Regions from separate parts of the Macaca mulatta genome. Here region 2 is linked to region 1. The links are chromatin contacts, called in public Hi-C maps. All regions are on one chromosome and are shown on one strand. The core of a region is the stretch at or near the end of the contact, and the rest is flanking DNA. Distances in the headings are between cores, read along the strand shown. Region 1 has its middle 48 kb from the start of SCEL. Region 2 overlaps SCEL (sciellin).

Region 1 (5,375 bases), core at 964-3,463:
AACAGAAACTATTTAAAAGACGCTGGATAGTCCACATATTCTCTGGGAGGGCTGGAGAAGCAAACTTATGAATTTTACAGCTGGAAACAATTCCCACAGTCAAACCACAAGAGTTATCAGGTAAAGACATTGGAGCTCCTGCTGGACCCAGACAGCATAGTACCTTCCAGCAGCCAATGACCAGACCCTGGGTGCTGCTGTAGGAACTCTGCTGCCACTGCTGCCTTTGGGAACCAAATGTGGTTGCCACCTCCACCCCCAAATGTTGTCCAAATATATTCTGGGTGGTGTGTGTTTCTTTGTGTCCCAGTTTCTCATAGTCTCGAGAGAAGATGGACCTGATTGGCACAGCCCAGCCCCATGCCTTAACAGCAAGAACCCTGGAAAGGTGAGTAGCTGGACGGCATCAGAGGGAGAGCATTTCCCAAACATAGAGAGTGGGTTCTGATACCTGGATGGCAAAAAATAAATTGGTAAATCTCCATCATACTGGCTTTATGAGAAATGATAAGGTCTGTGAATATAGACAGCCCCAGTTTCAATTTGTGCACTTTCTTCACTTTCTATTTGACGCTGGGCAAGTTCATCTCTCTGAGCTTTGTTTTTTCTCGTGAGTAAAAAGGATATGAACCCTCTCTTGCAGAAATTAAAAAGTAAGTCATGTGGACAAGATAATTCAAAAATTGAAAGCTATTACTTGAAAAGATAATTAAGATATATAATATTTTGTGAGGCCTCATCTTGGTAAAATATTCAACTTTTCATATATTTATGCTTATTCTCTCTAACTAGGGGATCATGTTTTATACTAGTTTGTATGTTTTATACTTTGTATTTCCGCAGAACAGTACACACACAGATACATACACGTGCACTTAATAAATGAACTAATATCCCAGATTATAAAATAAAATGAGTGATAGGAAACATTGATGCAAAAAACTGAAGAGGACACAAAAAAAATGGGAAGCTATTCCATATTCATGGATTGGAAGAATTAATATTGTTAAAATGTTTATACCACCCAAAGCAATCGACAGATTGAATGTCATCTCCATCAAAATATCAATGACATTCTTCACAGAAACAGAAAATAATAATCCTAACCATTTATATAGAACCACAAAAGACCCAGAATAACCAAAGCTATCCTGAGCAAAAAGAACAAAATGAAAGGAATCACATTACTTGACTTCACAAATTATACTACAGAGTTATAGTAACCAATACATCGTGATACTGGCATAAAAATAGACACATAGACTAATGAAACAGAATAGAGAATCCAGAAATAAATCCATACATCTACAGTGAACTAGTTTTTGACAGAGATGCCAAGAATGTATACACTGGGGAAAGGATAGTCTCTTCAATAAATGGTACTTGGAAAACTGGATATCCATAGGCAGAAGAATGAGACTATACCCATATGTCTCGCCATATACAAAAATAAAATCAAAATGGATTAAAGACTTAAATCTAAGACTTCAAACTATGAAACTACTAAAAGAAAACATTTGGGAAACTCTCCAGGACATTGAGCTGAGCAAAGATTTCTTGAGTAACATCCCACAAGCACAAGCAACCAAAGCAAAAATGGACAAATGAAATCACATCAAGTTTAAAAACCTCTGCACTGCAAAGAAAACAATCAACAAAGTGAAGAGACAACCCACAGAATGGGAGAAAATATTTGTAAACTATCCATTAATCTCTTGTCAATAGTTTACAAGAACCCCATTCTGTGGGGTTCTGTGGGGTATTGTTGACTACAGTCAACGATAATTTATTGTACATTTAAAAATAACTAAAAGTGTAATGGATTGCCTGTAACACAAAGAAATGATAAATTCTTGAGGTGATGGATACCCCATTTACCCTGATGTGATTATTATGCATTTTATGTCTCTGTATAAAAATATCCCATGTACCCCATAAATATATATACCTCATATGTACCCACAAAAATTAAAAAAAAAAAACATTTTAATGAGCGACAGCAACGCTTCATTCTATAGCAGTGAATCAAAGAGTATATGGATATAGGGTATGTTCTACTGCAAGTCTGAAGTGTATTTCTAGGGGGCCTCCACTGATGACTCCTGTTATGGACTGATGTTTGTGTGTCTCCAAACTTCATATGTTGAAACCTAATCTCCAGTGTGATGATATTTGGACATGGGGCCTTTAGGGGGTGATTAGGTCATGAGAGAGAGTCTTCATAAATGGTATTAGTGCCATTAAAAGGTACTGAGGTATTGTGCTGAACACTAGGTATTCTGCAGAGGCACAATAAAATTTTAAAGAGTTTATTTGAGTAAACAGTGATTTGTGAATCAGGAACTCCAAACCACAAGTGGTATGGGGGCTCCTTTGAAGAAGCATTAAAGACAGGCTTTTAGAGAGTGAATACAGATGTGAAACAATTTGGTTATAGTTATGCAGTTGCCTTACTATTTTGTCTATCTTGTTGGAAAGTCCCTAGTTATACAGTTATATAACTATAATTTAGTTGGCAGTTTCTGATTGGTTAGCCTTAAGTTTCATTTCTCTTTAATATAGGCATTTATAAGAAATAGCTCAAGTTAACTTTTGCTTATGTTTGCAAATCAAACCGGGTTAAGGTCAGTTATGAAGCCTAACTGGCTTTGTCCACTCAGGGATTCTGCAGGCCTGGGTTTCCATTTTAATTTAATAGTGCCCTTATTAAAGGGACCCGGAGAGACCCTTTACCCTTTTAACCATGTGAATACAGCACGAAGATAGCCATCTACGAACCAGGAAGCAGACTCTCACTAGACACTAAATCTGCCAGCACTTTGACCTTGGACTTCCCAGCCTCCAGAACTATGGGAAATAGATTTCTGTTATTTATGAGCCACTCAGTCTAATGCAGTTTGTATAGCAACCTAAAAGAACTGAGACAACTACAAAATGACAGATGTCTTACTCTGCATCACGTTGGGCTCTAAAAGACCACCAAGTGTGAATAACCCCAACTGTACATCACTATTATAAACAACTCAGTAAAGTTTCAACTATCTGAACTAAGTCAACCCAAGGAAAAACAAATGGCAGTATCTGGAAATAATAAAATAGTAACAAGAGTAATGTATCTCTTGTACACATAAAAAAATCATGCCACTAAGACTAGCTCTGAGTTATAGTAATGCAGTAAGAAATATTTTAAAGTATATATAATTTTCTCTTTACCACTCACAAGAATGAGGAATACATCCACTAGATGATTAACTTCCTAAAGTATAAATCTGATCATTTCCCTGTCTTCCTCAAATTCTCCACTGATTCTCAAAATAGACCCCTAGACCTATGAGAATGGAGATTATACATGAAACACAGGTAAATGAAACCTGATTTAAATATTTTTAAATTTATTTTACACTTAATCAGTGATTGAAAATAGTGTTTTTTTTCTACTGTCACTAACAAATATTAAAGATTCTATCCTCAACAGAAAAAACGAAAAATGGCCTACTAGTTCTCCTCCCACAGTATGACCTTGGCAAGTCACTTGACATCTCCAAGTTCACTTCCTACATTGCAAAATGAATCCTTTCCAGCTCTGAAAGGTTGTCATCTCCACTTTGCCAGTGTCCACTGGCTCCATGCTCCACCCCCACCTAAAGTGGGCTCCATATCCATTTGCCTTGATCAATCAAGGTAATCAGCCACAGGAGATAAAACATAAATTGTAAAGTTGCCAATCCTGAGTCATATAAGCAAAAATAATCTAGTTACTCAGCATTTCCATAATGCTTTATTATATTTTCAAACACTGTTTGGCCACCAATCAACACAAACCATAGTCATAAACCATAAAAGAAGACACAGAGACTGATGAAATTAATGTTGACAAAACTTACCCAACAGGTCAAAAGCAGAGAAAATTACATGTTAACATTACAAGTAAATGATCATACTGTGTGAGCCACATGCATTTTTGGTACAGAGTTGTATAACATAATACTCAGTAACAGAAAGACATCACAATCCGGATTGGACCCTACTTGTGGGGTCCTCTTCGCCTCTGTACCCCTGGCTTACTTGGAGCTGGGAGGATGACTGTCACTTCTCTACCTGACAGCCAGGAACCACTATTCTGATTCTCCCATATATTCCCCTTTTTTATAATTAAATAGTTCATTCACCCTCCCCTGAGCATTTATTATGCATGCCAATGTTTCACATCACTTCAAATAAATCAATAATTGAATGCTCCCCTCCCCTGCTCCAGCCATCTCGTCTACTGCCATTGCCTATATGGCCTCAGCTCTTCTTTGTTCTGCTCCAGGCACACAACCTCTCTTCCCCATCACACATGGTGGATGCCTCAGAGCATCCTCCCTCCCTCCTCTGCCCCTCCTTAGACTCTGCCACCCATCGTGTGTCTGACAGCTCCACCTCTGTCACTACTTGCTCCTCCAGCCCTACTGGTCCCCATCATGGCTCAGCCTTCCCCAAACCTGGTGCTTTATCTTACTATGTGGGGCTCCCTCAGGACATCAAAGCAGTAACTCAGTGGCTTTGGCCTGGCATCCCCCAGACCCACTTCCCTCTTTTTATTAAAATCTCAACCAGGAGGAGCAGAGCAAGATGGCAGAATAGAAGCCTGCACCGGCTGTCCCACCTTCCCAAGCAAGGACACCAACTTATCAACTATCTATACACCAAAAAAGTACCTTCACAAGAACCAAACCTCAGATGAGCACTTATAGTTTTAACATCATATCACTGAAAGAGGCACTGAAGAGGTAGGATAAACAGCCTCGAATTACCAACACCACCCCTCCACCATCCTCCAGCAGTTGCAAATCAAAACTACAGTAAGATACCATCTCGCCCCAGTTAAAATGACTTTTATCCAAGAGACAGGCGATAACAAATGCTGGTGAGGATGAAGAGAAAAGGGCATCCTCATACACTGTTTGTGGGAATGTAAATTAGTACAACCACTCTAGGAAACAATTTGGAGGCTCCTAAAAACCTAAAACTAGAACTAAAATATGATCCAGCAATCCCACTGCTGGGGATATACCCAAAAGAAAGGAAATTAGCATATCAAAGAGATATCTGCACTGCCATATTTGTTGCAGCACTGTTTATAATAGCTAAGATTTAAGTGTCCATCAACAGATGAATGGATAAAGAAAATGTGGTACTTCCATACAATGAAGTACTGTTCAGCTATTAAAAAATGAGATGCTGCCATTTGCAACAACATGGATGGAACTGGAGATCATTATGTTAAGCGAAAGAAGCCAGACACAGAAAGACAAACATTTCATCTTCTCACTTCTTTGTGGGATCTAAAAATCAAAACAATTGAACTTAGGGAGATAGAGAATAGAAGGATG
Region 2 (5,800 bases), core at 306-2,805, 85 kb before region 1:
AAAATAAAACATGCTCTGATAAGAAGACTTCAAAGGATAATCTGCTTGGCATATCTTGATAATTCAAAACACTGTATTGGTTATTTCCATTCTTAGCAAGAGAAGAAAGAAGACAGAAAACATCAATATCCCAATGGTTGAAATCACAATGACCAAGAAGCAAACTTGGAAATCAACTAGAAGGGCCAAAGGTTTTATTTAAGTTAAAAATTTTACATGCCATGTCTTGCTGTCATGAATTACAGCTACTCTCTTGAACATTTACAAAAATAGGACAAGAGGCTTTCAAAGATATTCAAGTCTTAACTCCAAAATTTTGTTTGATCACCCAGGTCTGAACTCTCTCATTGCATAACTAATGTATACCATACATAAAATGACACTTCTCAGAAAATTTCATTTTTTCTTTAGCTATAAAATATGATAATTTTAAAAAACTCTCTGTAAGTATAGGTATAGATGTAGATATAGGAATAGATATATTAATTATAAAGATAGACTAACATAGTTATAGGCATAGATATACATTTAAACAAAGGTATGATATTATGAGCTCTTCTGTTGATAAAAAAAATTTAAGGCCTTTTGGGTGTGGTTTACATTGTGCTTGTAATAGATTTTAATCAAAACACAATATAACACAAGTTTTTAATCTGAACTTGATTTCTTCCATAGTATAAATTAAGAAAGGAACAAATGAGAGATGGGATAACCCATGGTGTTAAGGGCTACAGAGAGGTCAAGGGAGGAAATTCCAGGAAAAGGACTCATTCCTGGATGACAGGGGAGTTTGATGGTCTTTTCAATTGTGCTGCACAGAAAAAGATGTATGGGAGAAAATGAAATTTCAGGGAAAGATTAGGTGGTGAAAAAAAGCTTGCAAAACTAAGAACAGAAAAAGTAAGGGTGTCAGTCTTAAGTGAAAATTCTTCTGGAGAAGATGGGAGGGGAGAGAAAAGGGGGAGAGATGAACACCAGTGTATTAGTGAAAGATAAAGGGAAATGTTTGACATTGAGCTATTAGCTAGTGTTATCAATCATAGCCCCCCATTTTTATCTGTTTTTGACCTATTTTCATTTTCTTTGGGCTCCTCTGGGAACAAAGATATCTTTGTGAAGCCTTTACTCCCTTTCATCATTTAATAATCGCTTCTATTTTTCAGCATTTACTAAAAAGGCTGTTTCTCAGCCCTGGGAATGCACTGGCATTAAAGGTGAGAAACAGAAGCTGTACTTTCAGCTCTTCCAAAGAAAAGCACTTCAGAAATCAAAGGCATTGCTATATTGTTATTATTCTCTCCTTCCCCTGAAGGCTTGGCATGACATATTTTTGATGCTCAAAGAGAAGTCTTTTCGTTTAGCCATTATATTAATAATCTGTGACTCTAAAAAAGGAATGGATATACAAATTGATCAACCTAGCCTAATAATCTCCTCTTTCCCTTAGTTCCAGAGCTATGGATCTGAGCCAAGAATCAGAAATAGGAACATTGTAACTCATTTCATCTCCCATGTAAATCACATCCAGCAATGCATAATCGTGAGGGAGGGCAGAGAGCCAAGCCCCATCAGCTCTGTGAAAACAGATCCACAACCTCAACAGGCATTGATAGCATGAGATGTTAATTCATGAATAATCCTTCCACGTTTTTACCCTGTTATATAACCAGTTGCTTTTTATAATGATATTGGAATAATGAATAATTGGAATGATGAGTTGAGGACAAAATATGAAGTTATTTTAAAAATAAGTAATAAATAGATCTAAGAAAAGTACCAGTTATTCTCTATCAAGACAAAAATGGATGAATCTTAACAATACTCAGAAAAAATAATAACTAGGAGAACTCCTAGTTAACATTTTCCCCACTTAGATAACTCCTTACATCAAAGGTATCACCCATAGGGAAGTATCTAATAACAGCCTGAGGGGAAAGAATGTTTTAAACTCCAAATGTAATTCATACATGGAAGTTCATGTAATTGGAAGTCATCTGTAGATGAGCAGGTTCTAAAATAAAACATTGTAACAGTTGGTGAATGTGACTCCAAGTTGTGACTGCTCAACATGTTATAGAAATATAATTTGATTTAGTTATAGATAGGTAGACAGATAGACAAACAGAGATAGGATAGATAGATAGATAGATAGATAGATAGATAGATAGATAGATAGATAGATAGGTAGATAGATACATAGATACATAGATACATAGATACATAGATACATAGATAGATGTAATGATAGGTATAAAAAAAGTAACTCGAGCTCTTTCTATTGACCAACTAGAGTTTATTTACATCCTTATAGATCTCACTCAAATTATTTCAAAATACATGTATTTCTAAATATATCCATAACTTGGAAATGAAAGAGACATTAGAAGTCTGCAGGGTAGATGAAAATTTTATAAAATAAACCAATCTAATATTAAATGAGCACATAGTTTAATAAAATTTTCTTTTCCAATAGTCAGAATTAGAAAAACTGATCCCATTGAAACATTAAAATATTCTAGAAGTTGAGACATAAAAACATCTTTGGATACCTGAAAAGTAAACTAAATAGAAGACCTGTTTTTGTTTCTGAGTTAGTGATGATATTGATTATAGAGCATGCTTCTTTAAAGACCAGAGTGTAGGTTCCATGTTTTGTTCACTGATATATCCCAAGATCCTAGAATAATATCTGGCACACAGCAGTGTTTATTAAATATTTATTACATTGAATTGGTGCTGGCATTTCTAGCATGAAAATTGTAGAATAAGGTGTCCTCCACCTGATCTATCATTTAGTTATAACTATTACTCTCAACAACAACAAAAAAAATTAGAAAATATTCATTTGTCACTTAACATTTATGAACAACTTGCCACACATAACCTCATCCAGTTCTCCAGGTTCTGCACAGCCTGGAGACAGCTGGGCACCAGGAGCCCACATCGGAACCCCTGTCTGATGCCTGACTCTGTTCTCTCCTGCTGTCACTGTTAAGGATTAAGTTGTGTCCCCTCTGCCCCCAAAATTCACATGTTGAAGTCCTAATCCACAATTCCTCAGAATGTGACCTTGCTTAGAAATAGGGTCATTGCAGATGTAATTAGTTCAGTTAGGATGAGGTCATACTGTAGTAGGATAGACATGATTAGTTGCTTCATAACAAAGGGAAATTTGGACTCAGACGTGCACACAGGGAGAAGGTCATGTGAAGATGAAGGCAGCAATCAGAACAATGCTTGTACCAACTGGGCAATGTCAATGACTATCAGGAAACCGCCAGAAGTTAGGGGAGCCCTCACAGTCCTCAGAAGGAACCAACCCTGATGAACCCTTGATTATGGACTTCTGGCCTCTAAAACTATGAGGCAATAAATTCCTGTTGTTTAAGCCACCCAGTGGCACTTTGTGGCAGTTTGCAGCACCCAGTTTGTGGCACTCATTTCTTTTGGCTGTAAGTAACCCTAGCAATCTAATGCAGCCACCTACTTACTCCTAGCAGTTTGTCAGATGTCCTACCAGGGTACTTGTAGCCCTGACCTTACTCCCACTGGACACCCTACAGTACAGAGCTGAGAGTTCACGAGATTGCCTCCAATTTATCCCAAAGCATCCACAATTATATGTTGTAGATGTCTGACATGTTCTTCCATCTAATGGCACAGCAATTACGCCCGACACCGTTCCCTTACCGTCTCCTGGCTCCTGTGCTTGAAGAGGCATTGTAACCTGGAGGGGGCGGTGGAAACCAGGACTGCCTGTTAAGAAATGACACGGTAATAAACACAATGCTTGAAAGGCTGATCCCACCCACATGTCTGAAAATAATTTGACAGTTAAAAAGACAGTGAGATTATACCAAGCCTTGGAAGTAAAATGAACACTATTTCATAAATGAAGTAGGAAGTAATTGTCCTATATTCTAGGCTATCTGTTCCTCCAAGTAAACTTCTTTTCTCATTTCCTTTGGCACTAAGTAATGTGGACGTTTCTTTTAAAAATAAATCTAAAGCAAACCTGGAAAATAATGACAATTGCTAAATCTAGATAGTAAATTCATGTATGTTTATCATGTTATTCTCCCTATTTTTTGCATGTCTGAACTATTCACAACAGAAATAACAATCTTATACTCTACTCAAAATATATATAGTTTTATTTTTATTTTTATTTTTGAGACGGAGTTTCGCTCTTGTCGCCCAGGCTGCAGTGCAGTGGCGCGATCTCAGCTCACCACAACCTCCGCCTCCCGGGTTCAAGCAGTTCTCCTGCCTCAGCCTCCCAAGTAGCTGGGATTACAGGTGCCCACCACCATGCCTGGCTAATTTTGTATTTTTTAATAGAGATGGGGTTTCTCCATGTTGGTCAGACTGGTCTCAAACTCCCGCCCTCAGGTCATCCACCCACCTGGGCCTCCCAAAGTGCTGGGATTACAGGCGTGAGCCACCACACCCAGCCTCAAAATATAATTTTTTTAAAACTGTGGGCCAGGTGCAGGGGCTCACGCCTGTAATCCCAGCACTTTGGGAGGCCAAGGCAGGTGGATCACCAGGTCAGGAGCTCAAGACCAGCCTGGCAAAAATGGTGAAACCCCATCTCTACTAAAAATACAAAAATTAGCTGGGCGTGGTGGCATGTGTCTATACTCCCAGCTACTCGGGAGGTTGAGGCAGAGAATTGCTTAAACCCGGGAGGCAGCGGCTGCAGTGAGCCGAGATCGTGCCATTGCACACTCCATTTCCAAAAAAGAAAGAAAGAAAGAAAGAAAGAAAGAAAGAAAGAAAGAAAGAAAGAAAGAAAGAAAGAAAGAAAGAAAGAAAAGAAACTGATAGAAAACTCTGACAAGTAAGAATATTGAAAGCGTAAGTGAATATCATAGCAGCACTAGCTTCAGTTCTAACCTTAATTAGAAAGATGTCCTCACATCACTAGGTCATAATTTTAGTTGGTAGCAATAGCTAAGCAGAAAGACCAAGATACGAACGAAAACTGAAGATATTCAGATGAGAACAGTATGCACTACAGAAGAAAAGGCAGACAGGAAAGCTGGCTTTAAATTGTTTAAGTAGGTCTCTTCTCTGAGCCACTGCAGAGCTGAACTAAGACAAGTTACGAGTCACTCAAGGCAGATCCCAGCTCAAGGTAAGGAATAGATGCTACCCAGGAGAGCAAGTCAAAGATGTGTCCCAAAATAATGAGAGTCTTATTGCTGGCTTCAGTGACCCTGAATTATGCCCAAAATGTCAGAGGAAAGATTCTTGCACTAGGTAGGAGATTGAACTGACTATCCTAAAATTTCTCTTTCAAACTTAGGAATCTGTTTTTACTAGGCAAAGGGTCAAGGGGCATGAAATTTAGGTTCAAGGGAAAGATGAATCACATTTCTGAGACTTTGCAGCCTCAACCAGAATTTTGTTGAAGGAAAAAAATAGAATCAGTCATTTTTCTCCAGCAGCACCACGGCGATGTCAGCCGGTCCATCAACAAACATTGAGTACCTACCCCGTACAGAGCATGGACCCAGGTACAGACAGGGAAATTGAGAAAATTTTAAAACATTGATGTTTGTAAATGCTTATTTTCCATTTGCATCACAATTCATAGCCCTGGGGTTTTTTCAACATGCAAACTTCTCTTCCACCATCATGTTCTGTCCCATGAAGAATATTTGGTCACCACTGGTCCAACTACTCCTCCGTGCCTGCTAATTACATAGGACTCGGTACCAGCAGAATGTGGGAGACCATGGAGAGGAGGTCGGTGGAGGAGGCAATAATCAAACAAATACAGATGGATGTCTCC

What was found. Hi-C and Micro-C count contacts between places; a contact is called where the count stands out from the background.
Region 2: a Hi-C map of sperm shows a contact between it and region 1, with 2.6 times the contacts expected there. The contact joins two enhancer-like sites. A contact is called at or near these places in 2 of 14 Hi-C or Micro-C datasets (fetal cortex germinal zone and sperm).

Annotation. Positions count from the first base shown.
Region 1 is chr17:72,287,614-72,292,988 of T2T-MMU8v2.0, reverse strand. No RefSeq gene overlaps it. Among named protein-coding and RNA genes, the nearest start is that of SCEL, 48 kb to the left of the region's middle. Within about 2 kb of position 2,213, at least 2 of the 40 cell types and tissues checked have an H3K27ac peak or open chromatin away from gene starts, as enhancers often do.
Region 2 is chr17:72,371,451-72,377,250 of T2T-MMU8v2.0, reverse strand. SCEL (sciellin) reads right to left here. Exons shown (of 32, transcript XM_077974506.1): 9 at 3,691-3,756. Among named protein-coding and RNA genes, the nearest start is that of SCEL, 36 kb to the right of the region's middle. Within about 2 kb of position 1,555, at least 3 of the 40 cell types and tissues checked have an H3K27ac peak or open chromatin away from gene starts, as enhancers often do.